2 separate regions of the Ovis aries genome follow, and region 2 is linked to region 1. Evidence: chromatin contacts called from public Hi-C data. All regions are on one chromosome and are shown on one strand. The core of a region is the stretch at or near the end of the contact, and the rest is flanking DNA. Distances in the headings are between cores, read along the strand shown.

Region 1 (3,220 bases), core at 485-2,984:
TTCAAACAGAGGTCCATTTTTTGCTCAGCAAGAGAGTTTAGAAAGGGAGCGTGGGGTCCATTCAGCGCTTTCCCCCCTTCACAATCACTGGGTTCTATGAAACCTATCTTCCGTGCCTTGTCCGAGTGTTTCTGGGGACCAATTAGTGCTTTGTTGCACGGCTTCTTTGCTGAATCTTTGAGCAGCAAGAAAAAGCGCTCTCGACTCTCCCCTTATTTTGACCATTTCAGTCATTACTCAGTGTAATAATTAATATGACAACTGGACGCTCCGGTTTGTATAGAAACACCTCAGCGACAGGAGCGAGCGTGCAGTGGGTGGTAACGAGCGGCACATCAGCCCGGAGAAGCCACACACACAAAAAAAGGAATGAATGAATGGCCAGGGAGAAAGAGAAGGAATAAAGATAAAATAGTTGGCACAACGCAGAGGAACAGAAAACAGACGCGAATGCAGAGCGGGAGGGGGAAGGGGGGACAATTAGAAAGGGAGGGGGAAAAACACCCGACGGAGGTTAACTTATTTTGAAACTGTTTTCTGAATAGGACCCTGGGCGGGAGTGGCCGGCTGTCAGCCCAGCGCGTCCTCCCCCTCCCCCTCCAACTTTCTGAACTCTGTTGGAACTCGGTGGGGAGTGGGGAAGGGGTGAAAGGAGGCCTCCTGCATCCTTTAGGTCCTCCCCGAGGTCGCTTTAAAGGATGCATCCGGCACACCACTCCGCCCAAATCCCCTACTCCTAGTTTGCCTTCCATTTTTGCAAAAATCTTGCTTTCGGTTAGCAATAGAGATGTGGCGCGAGTACAGACGAGAGTTGAGTGCTGAATTACCTCCCTGAGGGTAAGTTCTGGGGAGAGGGCACTTCTGATACACCCCCAACAACTCTGCAAAGCTGCCCCCTGGAGCAGCGTCCCGCGGGGACCCTCGCGAAAAGGGTCCTCCCGGGCAGCGCGCAACCAGTCTGAGCGCTGCGCCTGCGTCCCCGCAAGTGCGCCCCGGGGTGGCGACCCGCTCCGTGACGGCATAATAAATAATTAGAGGGTTTAAGCGCGTTAGACACAGCTCATGCTAATGAGCCAGATAAGGGCTCAGTCTAACCCGAAGTGACAGTTTGCATATCGCAGGAAAGGAAAAAAAAAAGCCCGGTTATTCCCCCCCCCCCGCCCCCACCAACCGCCCAACTTGATCGCCTCTTCTCAAATTCAGGCGTCCCCAAACCCATATTCCCCTGATTCCCTCTCCTCACACCCCCCTGACCTCCTGCCACACACGCAACACGCACACTACACCTCCCTTGTGACCCGTCCTCGTCTTTCACCCGGCCCGGCCACCTGGTGACAGGACAAAATCCCTAAGTGTCTCTATCTGACCTGCCAGGAAAGTTCACTCTCAGCGCGTTCGGGCCAGACTCAGCCCCCAAGCGGAGACGGTTCGTGTGTCTTTCTTTGCCAAGTAGGGAAAGCACCCAGGCACGCATCCTCAGGGAAGGACTTTGAGACTCAGGGTCAGAGGCCTCTGAGAGCTCCGGGGGCCCCAGCGTTCACTAGTGCGGGCGAGGGGCGCTACCTGCTGGGGAGAGAAACGCGGGCGCCCCGGGCCCTTGAGCTGGAGCTCCTGAAACGCTCCTGCGGTCTCCGGAAAGCAGAGGCAGTTTGCCGAAGTGACTGAGGTCAGTCGTGTGTCCCCATTGTGTGGCCACGTGTCCGGTGTCCATCATCACCTCCCCGAAGTCCGAGCTCAGCCCGACTCCTTGCGGCGCGGTCTGGGAATGCTCCCGCCTATAAATCAGCCCGTGGCTGCGAGCCGTCGGCACCTCGGGCGCAGCCCTGGACGCCCGCTCAGCTGGCCAAGTGAAAAGTTTGCTCGCACCAGGTTAGCTAGAAAGCCGAGGCTGCCAGGGCCCAGGGTCCGCTTGAGCAACTGTAAGCCCCTGCGGTGGGACAGTAAATTATTTCCTCCCTCCCCACCCTCTTCCCTAGCATTTGCAGAATCTTTGAGGGGAGGAGGTGGAGGGAGGGGAAGAGGTAATTTCTGATACATGGTTATTCATTGTCATGGAACCTTCAACACAGAGCAATAAAAATAAAATTAAATGAGTTAGTATTTGTAAAACGCCGAGAACAGTGCTAGGCACTGAGTGAACACTGTTTATATATTTGTTAAATAAATGCAGGCACCCTAGGAGATGCTCTGCTCATCTCAGATGTTAGAAAATAATGCTTTGATCCCAAAGTGATCAAGGTGGATATGCTCACTGATTCGTCAAATAACTATTGAACATAATCAGAGATAAATAAGACTATCTGCCTTCAGTAACCTTCTAGTTTGGCAGACAAAAAAGGAAGAGCAAAAGACAAGAACGTCCAAAAAACAGTTTGAAAACAATGGAGAGCCCTCTGCCCTCTTCCCTCGTGGACTGTTAGTGTGGACTCTACCCCCCAACCCCTGCCCCTTGTCACCCTCTTGGTTACTGCAAATAAATACACAGCCTAGGTAAAAAGTTGACTTGTTGATGCAAACAGAAGCAGGCCCTCTTCCCCAACCAGATGATCACTCCCAGCTTCTCCTGTGTGACAGTTCATGTGTTCAGTTCAGTTCAGTCGCTCAGTCATGTCCCACTCTTTGCGACCCCATGAATTGCAGCATGCCAGGCCTCCCTGTCCATCACCAATTCCCGGAGTGTACCCAAATTCATGTGCATCGAGTTGGTGATGCCATCCAGCCATCTCATCCTCTGTTGTCCCCTTCTCCTCCTGCCCCCAATCCCTCCCAGCATCAGGGTCTTTTCCAATATATCACCTCTTCGCATGAGGTGGCCAAAGTATTGGAGTTTCAGCTTCAGCATCAGTCCCTTCAATGAACACCCAGGACTGATCTCCTTTAGGATGGACTGGTTGGATCTCCTTGCAGTCCAAAGGACTCTCAAGAGTCTTCTCCAACACCACAGTTCAAAAGCATCAATTCTTCCGTGCCCAGCTTTTTTCACAGTCCAACTCTCACATCCATACATGACCACTGCAAAAACCATAGCCTTGACTAGACGGACCTTTGTTGGCAAAGTAATATCTCTACTTTTTAATATGCTGTCTAGGTTGGTCATAACTTTCCTTCCAAGGAATAAGCGTCTTTTAATTTCATGGCTGCAATCACTATCTGCAGTGATTTTGGAGCCCCCCCAAAATAAAGTTTGACACTGTTTCCACTGTTTCCCCGTTTATTTCCC
Region 2 (3,220 bases), core at 271-2,770, 210 kb before region 1:
ACTTTTAAACTTTCCTTTCTAGCATTTATTTCTGTTTCCCAACTCCTTGATTTCTTGACAGTATGCTTCGTAAATTTGTATCCCCCAACTCTATGACTTACTTGCAGTGAGGTCTGAGACAGTTCATCTTGTCTGAGCCACATTCCCATCTGTAAAATGGGAATGAGAGTGATAGCTGTGTGATGTGGTTTTTTGTTTTTATTAAGGTTTATCACAGTTGTCTTTCACTGTCGCTATCACTCTTTTGATCTTACAGATGAGAGAACTGGGGTTCAGAGAGCTGAACTGACTTGTCCCAAGTCACACAGCTAATCCTTGTGAGGTAGGATTCACTCCCAGGGACACCTATCCCATGTTACTTTTTAGTTGAGTTTTCAGGTGTACAGTATGAAAAATAATTTGGGAAACATCTAGCTCAATGCCAGAAACATAGCAGGTCCTACTTAATAGGGGATGGAATGTCAAATGCAGGCTTGCAAAACTGTGGACAGAACAAAAATACACAATGTCTAGATCATATTTCTCCAGCTCTTCCTCTCTGAGCCCACTGCTATCCCTCCCTCTGCCCAGAAGAAAGGGCAGTCCTGGCGCCACATCTCAGCAGCCCCAGAGTTCAGCGGGGAACAAAGCTAACATGAAACAGAGGTGTTTTTGCTCCTTGAAGTCCGACTCCCATCCCAGAATCAGTGGACGGCCTGATTCCTTCCCCTCATCTCACATCACACCTCAATCTGCTGTTGATTGGATCTAGATGAAGCACCCTTTCTAAAGAGCAGGGTCAATTTAGCCGATTTATCTGATTTAGATGCTGCTGAGATTAGTTCCTTGAAGCCCAAGATTAGCAAAGGGCAAACGTCTTTATGTGAATTTGTATTTAATTAAATTGCTCCTGGTTTGATTAGTAAAATTCTTCCCCTGGTTGCCAGACACCGGTGTGAGCAAAAATGTGACCCCTGAAGTTGGACAGCCATGGCTAAATCTTGCCATCAGGCCAAAAGAGTGGCTCCTGGGAAAGTGAACATTTTTTTTTCCCCTTCAATAGAAATGGATTTCAAATGTAATTTACTGTTTCTACCTGGCGAAAGGGCATTTCTCCCCATGAATCCATCGGATGCTGAGATGAGTGCCATTTCTTTCCAGAAGGCCATGTTTCCAAATTAACTTGTTCAGATGCTAAGCAGAGAAGCAGCCGGGCTGCTAAGAAGAACAATTACTTTCCCTGGGGTTGCCTACACGCTGGTTTGTTCAGCTCTCTTTATGTTCCAAACCTTGGCTGGCTATGGAATGGTGGTTCAATACTGTGGGGGCTCTGAGTTTTTATTTCAACCCAACTGGTGAAATGAAAAATGAGGGCCTGGTGAGAACCTTGTCGTGTGCCAGGTTTGTGTAACCTGCCTTGGGGGCCGCTCAGGCAGACACTGTGTGCATTGTGTGCACATGTGTGTGTAAATATATGCACACACAGAGCACATCTTGCTCAACATCAGTGCAGCCCTGGATTGTAAGTGACGGTGCCTTTGGATGAAAGGCCATTTCAGCTCTGGCTACAGCTTCCACCTGGCCAGCACTGCCAGCAGTCTCCGCAGGAGAACTGGACCAGCCTCCTTTGTCCATGCTTTTCTCTGGTGAAGGAGCAGCTCAAGGTAGAGGCTGACAAGGACAGGGGGTGGTGGCGTGGTCCCTGTGCGCCTGCTCCATACTGTTGCTGTCAAGCTCCCGGCCCCCAAAGTGCTGCCTCTTTATGGCGTGCTGCTGATGCCAGTTCACTCTCAGGGGACACAGGACAAAGGCGCATGCTGGATCTTCACGTTTTTGAATGAGGATAATCAATCTTATTCTGTGTATAGAATGAAGCCAATGTTGGGGAAGAGCAATAAACCCTACCAGCTGCTCGGGGGCATTGGAAGGCAAAGGGGAAGGTGGGGCTGGGGGCTTTTTTTTTTCCTTCCTCAAACCTGTGGGAACAGATTCTAGAGTAGATTACTACACAAAGAGGGAGTGAGAGGAGAAAACATATTGGTATAGAATGGAGTTGAATGATCTATTTTCTAAGGAAGATAACTCTCTTATGAAAAAAATCAAAATCAAGCTATGTGTCTTTAATAACCACAGAAAGTTTTTCACAAACAGGTCATCTCTATGACAGGACCTAGGTAACAATCCCAGAGTCTGTAAGACCTCAGTTATGCAGCCAGGTAAGGTGAATCCCAGGGACGGGGGAGCCTGGTGGGCTGCCGTCTATGGGGTCACCCAGAGTCAGACACGACTGAAGTGACTTAGCAGAGGGTGATTTTGGAAAAGGAGAACTTAACTGTGGACAAGACTATGTAGAGAGTGTTTAAAATATTTTTCTGAGAATTTAGGACAAATAATGGTGACTGCTGCTGGTAGCATCATTTATTATTGTTTTTTACATCTCCCACCATTTCTACTGTGCTTTCCTAAGAACATTGGTTCCAAAATATTAACAACAGGTTTGTAGTAAAATAAATAGTAGAAACATTGAATGAGATGAAGCAAAGTCAGTTTCTTCATGATCTTTTCAAGCTTTTCATATATTGATGCACATGAGAAAATGTCATGGACAGAGAAGGTTGGTGGGCCACAAACAGTTGGACATGGCTGAGCAACTAAGCATGAATACAGAATCTCCAAGAGAGATGGTACTAGTCCTTTAAATATGTATTTAACTATGGAAGGTTTTACTTGATGAGACCTCATAGAACCAATATTTGGCAGAACTTGCTTTGGAACACACTCATGTGAATAACCCCTGGAATTATTTCAAAAGGATACATCTCAAATTCAGGCTTCCCAATGCTTGGAGGGTCATAAGATTCTCCAATTTGGAGGTCTTTAGACCAAATCCTGAAAGATGATGCTGTGAAAGTGCTGCACTCAATATGCCAGCAAATATGGAAAACTCAGCAGTGGCCACAGGACAGGAAAAAGTCCCTTTTCATTCCAATCCCAAAGAAAGGCAATGCCAAAGAATGCTCAAACTACCGCACAATTGCAGTCATCTCATACGCTAGTAAAGTAATGCTCAAAATTCTCCAAGCCAGGCTTCAGCAATATGTGAACCATGAACTTCCAGATGTTCAAGCTGGTTTTAGAAAAGGCAGAGGAACCAGAGATCAAATTGCCAACATCTGCTGGATCATGTAAAAAGCAAGAGAGTTCCAGAAAAGCATCTATTTCTGCTTTATTGACTATGCCA

What was found. Hi-C and Micro-C count contacts between places; a contact is called where the count stands out from the background.
Region 2: a contact with region 1 is called in a Hi-C map of liver, with 7 times the contacts expected there. The contact joins two enhancer-like sites. A contact is called at or near these places in 2 of 16 Hi-C or Micro-C datasets (liver and mixed tissues).

The regions. Positions count from the first base shown.
Region 1 is chr3:172,297,800-172,301,019 of ARS-UI_Ramb_v3.0, reverse strand. The region is part of intron 1 of PAH (phenylalanine hydroxylase); the gene reads left to right. Among named protein-coding and RNA genes, the nearest start is that of ASCL1, 7.3 kb to the left of the region's middle. Within about 2 kb of position 1,734, at least 2 of the 54 cell types and tissues checked have an H3K27ac peak or open chromatin away from gene starts, as enhancers often do. A contact at or near this core is called in liver, where this site is marked.
Region 2 is chr3:172,503,466-172,506,685 of ARS-UI_Ramb_v3.0, reverse strand. No RefSeq gene overlaps it. Among named protein-coding and RNA genes, the nearest start is that of C3H12orf42, 120 kb to the left of the region's middle. Within about 2 kb of position 1,520, at least 1 of the 54 cell types and tissues checked has an H3K27ac peak or open chromatin away from gene starts, as enhancers often do. A contact at or near this core is called in liver, where this site is marked.